2 separate regions of the Sus scrofa genome follow, and region 2 is linked to region 1. Evidence: chromatin contacts called from public Hi-C data. All regions are on one chromosome and are shown on one strand. The core of a region is the stretch at or near the end of the contact, and the rest is flanking DNA. Distances in the headings are between cores, read along the strand shown. Region 1 holds the start of ZNF558 (zinc finger protein 558). Region 2 holds the start of MYO1F (unconventional myosin-If).

The links. A called contact is a pair of places that touch in the nucleus more often than the background predicts.
Region 2: a Hi-C map of epiblast stem cells shows a contact between it and region 1, with 1.6 times the contacts expected there. The contact joins the promoter of MYO1F here to the promoter of ZNF558 in region 1. A contact is called at or near these places in 3 of 47 Hi-C or Micro-C datasets (embryonic fibroblasts, epiblast stem cells and liver) and 1 of 2 datasets of contacts at active chromatin or transcription factors (alveolar macrophages).

The regions. Positions count from the first base shown.
Region 1 is chr2:70,604,078-70,607,282 of Sscrofa11.1, forward strand. ZNF558 (zinc finger protein 558) reads right to left here and starts at 1,369. Exons shown (of 8, transcript XM_003123168.4): 1 at 1,113-1,369; 2 at 193-277.
Region 2 is chr2:70,751,745-70,754,993 of Sscrofa11.1, forward strand. It overlaps MYO1F (unconventional myosin-If), which reads left to right and starts at 1,399. Exons shown (of 27, transcript XR_002341669.1): 1 at 1,399-1,578. LOC106507295 (a long non-coding RNA gene) reads right to left here and starts at 1,311. Exons shown (of 3, transcript XR_001303179.2): 1 at 489-1,311.

The sequences.
Region 1 (3,205 bases), core at 119-2,618:
CACACACATAACCACACACCTTACTATCTTTTCCTTGAATATAATCCATCAAATATAAATAAATGTTTTTAAGATACTCTCCCTCTCAGCGACTCCTTGTGTTTACAATCTGAGCCCACAGTAGGGCCTATTAGCACTTCTGCACAGCTGAGGCTGCTGGAATCTGTTGCTACAAGTTCACATGATACTCACCTGGTCATACAGAAATCCACAGATCAGTGAGGACATGTGAAGCTTGAGGCTAGTTTCAAGTCAAGCATGAACAGAGACGTTTTGTCTGTGGCGGGAAAAAAAAGAAACAGGGGACAAAAATTCTTTTTGAGGCCCTTTATAAGAAGCCTGTATTATAGGGTGTAATACAGTTGCTGGATGGAAAGGCCATACCAATCACTTTTCCTTTTTGGATTTACTGTACTTATGTAACGTGTAACTGTTGGCTATGACTGGTTTTCCTGATCCCTATCCAGCCATCTGCTCCTCAAGTGTAAGAAAGCTTCATGTGCTGTGCATTTGCCTTGCTCAACCCATTTGGCTAGATAGAAATTTTTTGGTGACTCTACGCACTTCTAACACGGCTTGTCACTCAGGGGCGCTAAAAGTGACTCAACTAACCTTTTAAGTTCATTCAGGGCTTTGAAGATTTCTGAGACCCTAGAGCGGGGTTTCCAAACCTCGGCACTATTTATAATGCTTTGTCATGGGGGCTGTTCAGTGCATTGTAGGATGTCCAGCAGGACCCTGGCCTACACCCACTAGATGACAGCAGCAGCCCCTCCCATTTATAACAACCAAAACAATGCTTCCAGACGTGATTAATAAAAGTCCCCTAGGGGAGCAAAAATCACATTCGGGAAAGATGTTGAAGAGGATGGACGGAAGAATTCTCCGGAAGGGGTGACAGCGGCGCCCAGAGCTAGGAGGAAACGGAAGCTACGGGCTGACCAGAGGCAACTTGAGGCCCCACGGGTGGAAACGCGGCTCTCGGGAAAGAGAGGAACGCCAGAGCCCGTGACTGGAGTGCCCCAGGCCTATGCCCTTCCCTAAACTCCTACGATAGCCTCAGGCCTGCCCGCCGCGCACAGAGTACTGCCCCTCTCATAGGTCGAACATACCACATGAATCCCGTTCCCCGCGGAGAAGACAGTACACAGCACGCAGCAAACCACCCCGCAACTCCTTCCTCACCAACACCCCGCGCTTCCGCTTCCGGTCTCGGGCTGGCAGCCAAAAGCTCCAGTTTCCGGTGTCTAGCCGCCCCCAAGCGGGGGGACACTGAGGGGCTGCGGTTTGAGGCTGCAGAAGGGCCGGCAGCCTCGCACCCTAGCCTCAGAAGAAGGGCTCTCGCTCGCATAGTGGTGGGCGGTGGGCTGGGTCAGCACCAGGGCCTGAGATCCGTTTTAAGGGGGCGGCTGTGGGCGTGTACCAGCTTGTGGGCGGAACCAAGCCTGGAGGGCAGGGTTGTGGGCGGACACCCATTTCGGAACCGGACTGAGGGCGGCACCGGATCTTGCGGATCTTGCGGACGGTTACTAGTCTCCTAGCCTGAAGGTAGGTGGAGACCAATTCCGAGGGCCGGTGTAAGGCGGGTTGGGGCTGGGTTGGCAGTGCAGGAGGAGTGTGGGAGAAAAACAGCCCCTTGAAGGCGGGACTTTCCACGGATTCCCCAGGCTGTACAAATATATGAACGCTGAAACAACTTTTCTTCAATCCTTCCTACTTGCGGAGCCTCACACAGTGCAGTAAAACAACATGCGCATATTCAAGATTTTTACTTTTGTGCTTGAGTGCAGTTCTTAATTTTTTTAATTGGATCATATATGCACATTTCTCTTTGACTTGCTGTCCCAAGCCAGTTAGGGAATCTAACGCTATTAATATTGGGGGCGGGGGAAGGGCTAGGTCATAGAAACATACAGGAAATCTTCAAACAGTGGTACTATTCTCACTCCCATATCTCCCAGTCCTTTTTTGTCTGGAGATAAACATCATTTTCTCCTTTATCCTTCCAGATAGGTCAAGTAAGTGTGTGTGTGTGTGTGTGTGTGTGTGTGTGTATACAAGCCGAAGAAGGATGGTCCCACGCAGAAACTAAAATCTGATGAATTGTCTCATGCATCTGAATCTACTGAAAAGAGATTTAAATCTATGCTGGAGGGAGATGGACCAGTGATTAATTGATAGGAATAAAACAAAGAAATGAGAATTTATCGGTTTGAACATCCAAAGAAAAAATGAGAAAGAGAATGTATTCATAATATCCTACACGATGCATCTAGATCAGATTCATATATCACAAAATGATAAATATTTAGATAATAAAACAATAGACATTGACTTTTGACTTATCCTAATTTATTATATAATTATATTATGCAAGGAGAATTATGGTTTAAGATAATAAGAGAACTATATACCCATATTTTTCGGAGAAGAAAACAAAAAAAAGCTGAAAAATATATAAGTAGCTAATTTAGAAATACAGAGTTACGGAAAACAAAGTTTTTTGTGGGGGGTCACAGTAAGGACTGGGGGATGTAGCTTTTCAGAAGGCATAAGGTATTATTTGAGTTTTATATGTATAGACACACACACACAGAAACCTGAATTTATATTTTAAAGGGATTATCAAACTCTAGGAAAAACTTTTAAAAAGGTTCACTTTGCAAAAATAGAATGTATTTTGAGAACCACAGATTTCAACCATTTAGAAAAAATCCTATAATCACGCTGATGGAAAAATGAATAGGATATTACTTTCCACAGTTCCTAGTAACAAGCATTTTATGAATATTTTCACAGCAATCCATAGGGAAGTTGCTATTATCTGTCTCCATTTCACAAATGAAGAAATTGATGGCAGCGTTTTGGAACATGTTCATATTTCATTCAAGTTGTCAGTAGATATCATTTTATTTCAAAATTGTTTATCAAACTTTATTTTCATTAATAAATGTTATTCTAACATAAACAAAGAGTATGTAAAAATGGTTTCATAAAATATAGTTTTCTTTTGTTGTAGTTAAATATATCGATCGCATTATTATTTTTTCTGCTTTCTGCCTCATATCTAGGAAGATATTTCCTATACTAAATGTTTACTAGTAAACTTTAGTAAGTATTCAAGAATTGGGAAAATCCAAACTTCCTAAACATGCACACAAAAAAATATTATAATAAAATATTTGATGCAAAAGTCTTTAATTAT
Region 2 (3,249 bases), core at 149-2,648, 150 kb after region 1:
CTGCCCCAGGGGGACCCCGTCATCCAGAACACCCAGGCCACCCCCATCATGGTGCTACAGGCCCTGCCCTGGGGCCCACACACCCCTCGCCAGGAAGCCCTACATCAATAAAGTTCTTTCTTGTGTAGATTTCCATGTGTGCGTGTGGGTGGGTGTCAATGCATCTGGGTCACATTAAGCTGTCCCCCATCCCCAGCTTAGAAGCATCCCCAGCAGCCCAAAGGGGGCTTTTACCAACACACACTAGAGCCCAGTGATTTTAGGTCAAAAGTACAGCTTCTCACAAAGGCTCTCAAAAGCAACACAATCTGGCGTCTACAATCCCAGCCACCACCCTGCCCGTCACTCGGGGAGCTCCAGCCCACACTGGCCTCCTGGAAGTTCCTCAGTCTCCCCACCATCTTCCCATCTCTGGGCCTTTGCTAGAACCCTTTCCTCCACCAGGTGTACCCTCCCCTTTCCTCTTCACCTGGTTAGTTCCAACTCACCCTGCAGTCTCAGCACCAATATCGCTTTCTTCGAGAAGCCTCCCCTGACGCCCCCAGCAAGATGGGGGTCCTTCCGACTAGTCCCTGAAGGTATTGCTGAGGTTTGCAGTCCCCCACCCAAGTCGGTTGAGCAAACTTGCCCAGGAGATCCAGGCAGAAACGGACTCCTCCCCAGACGTGGCCACTAGGGGGCGCCATGGTGTGCCAACCTCCAGGCGGGATGCTGTGTGCCGCCGGGATCTCTGTCCTCCGTCCGCAGGGATCCCTGCCAGGGTCAGCTTCTGCCCCCCCCCCCCACCTCCTCGCCGTGTGGCACCGGGAGATGACAACCTCTCGGAACTGCCATTTCCTCAAACGTGAAGAGTCCAGGACACAGCCTACTGGTCTCCCAAAGATCAGGTGGGCCAGCACCTAATGGATCCCATGTGTGCCACGAGGGCCCTCCACAGCTGTTTTACGATAAGAAGATGGTGAGATCCCGGAAGCGGCAGAGCTGGGGGTCATTAATTCCAAATGTGAGCCCCTTGCTCTTGGTACCCTCCACTCCCGCTGCCCTTCCCCGAACAAAAACACACATGGCTCCCCAAGGTCCCTTAGGGAGGAAGGACCTGCCAAAAAGATTCTGGAAGTGGGAGTTTGCGATGCCCAGAGCAGACGCACGTCTGAAGTGGTTTCGAAGAGACCTGAGTAGCCCAGAAGAGCGCAGTCAGTCCTGCAGACCTGCGTGCTGTTTGCTGTACCTGCATCCCGGAGGAGTCTGAGAAGCGGCTTTCTGGGGTCTGGTAGCGGGTGCCATCCATCCTTAATCTCTCTCTTCAGGCTCAGAGCTCCAAACCACCAGCTCCCTCGGCCCCGTCTGGGTTCTCTCCCCGCCCCCGGGCCCAGCTTCCCTCCCCTGTAGCCGCGGGCCCCTCCCGCCAAAGGAAGTAAGAAGGGGGCTGTTGTAAGAGGAACTAGGGCTGGGAGTCCGCTGAAGGAGCAGGAGCAGGGCCATGCCCCAGCCGCCCCCCGGAACTTCCTGAGCCTGCTCCCCGGCCACCACCCATTCAGGCACTCCCCCACAGGGGCCCAGACATCAACCCCCATCATGGTAAGTCCCTCAGGGTGGCCGTGAAGTGCAGGGGTGGGGGACCTCAGCCAGGTGGAGGCACCTAGAGGCCACCATCAGAACGGGGTAATGGAACTGGGCACAGCAGACCCTTTGGGGGCCGACAGTGCAGCTCTGGTGCTCCCAGCATCCCTCACCAGAGACCAAACTCCCACCTGATGGGTGAAGAGGATGCCAGAGTGGGGATGGGCCACCAAGTATAGAGTAGTAGTAGCCGGAGGACAGAAAGTGGTCTTGAGGGATCACAGTGCCTCGGGGACAGGGACAGACCCCTTTCCTGGGGCTCAGGGAGCCCTGTTCCCAGCCCAGTTTGCTGCCTCATCTCCCTGTGGGGCCTTAGGTAAGTCACTTCCCCTCTGTGGGCTTCAGTTCCCATATGTGTCATATTTGGAAATCTGTCAGGATGTGGAAGGGGTTGGGGGGACCTCTCCCCTGGGACATTCATAGGGTCCTGGGTTCAGCCACTCTGAGTCTACAGCTGGGAGGGGAAGCTGGCTCAAATGGACAGTGGTTTGCAGTGATGGTGACAGCACACCCATGGGGGTGACAGGGTGGTCTGGCTGTCGCAATCACAGAAGCAGAAGATGGTGAGACACAGCGCATCCACACAGCCAGGGGTACCCTTCTGTGGCAGGGGGGCAGGGAAGACACTGCAGCCAGAGGTGCTGCCATCTGGTGAGGCTGAGGTCTCATGATGACTGTGGCAACAAGGTTGGGGAGACTGTCATGATCATGGGTCTAGACACAGTGGCATGGTCTCACACACATCAAGAGGGAGCCTGGGCTGGCTGCAAATATGGCGCCCACTGCTCCATGCATCTGCAAGCACTTCAGCTTTCATTTTTTGTCATTCGTCAATGAGGGCCTGTGGCTGGGACAGTCACAGAGCCAGTGGTGACACCTGAAGTGTTCCTGGTGGTTGCAGCAGGTAGCTGACCAAGGTGGAGCGTGGGATTGCATTAGCCTGAGAGATAACGTCTTAGTTCAGAAAGCCAGGAATAAGCTGGGCATTGCTAGCCAAGGACCCTCTGGTTAATTCACAAAAAATATAAAAAATAAAAATAAATAAAAAAGCAGCTAGAGCTGTGCTCTTGGGATGGGGACCCTTCCAAGACAGAGCCAAACCAGGAAGACTCCTTGATCAAAGGAATACAGAAAATGACTTGCTGCTCAAGAGAAAAGCAGCCCCTCCCAAGGAAACCATGTGAAATGCTTAGTCAACAATTTGCTTGGCCAGGTCTGAGAAGGGAGAAATTCACCCAAGAGGATTATGGAGGGGGGAAAAAAAGTGGAATTCATCCCTGAGGCCAATGCCCCTGTTTAAGGATGCTGACATCTTCCTGGAAGAGTGATGGGTGCCAGGAATTATGTTGCTTCTGTGAAACCATGTTCATAAAGTAGTTTATGGAGCATGTAATACAGGCACAATACACAGTAACTGCCACTGTGGGTGAGGCTCATTCACCATAGGAGTCAGCGGTGATGGTGGGTGGAGGTGCCTCATTCTTGGTGATGGTAGGGGAGTGGCTGTTGAATGATGGTGGCTGGATTGTTGGGGCTGCTGGTTGTCACTGCTGTCTGTTGTCGCGCGTTGGCGGTGACCACGCTTCTCGTGAGTGGGTTGGCAGTGGTCGTGGCTGCTTTTGGTGCCAG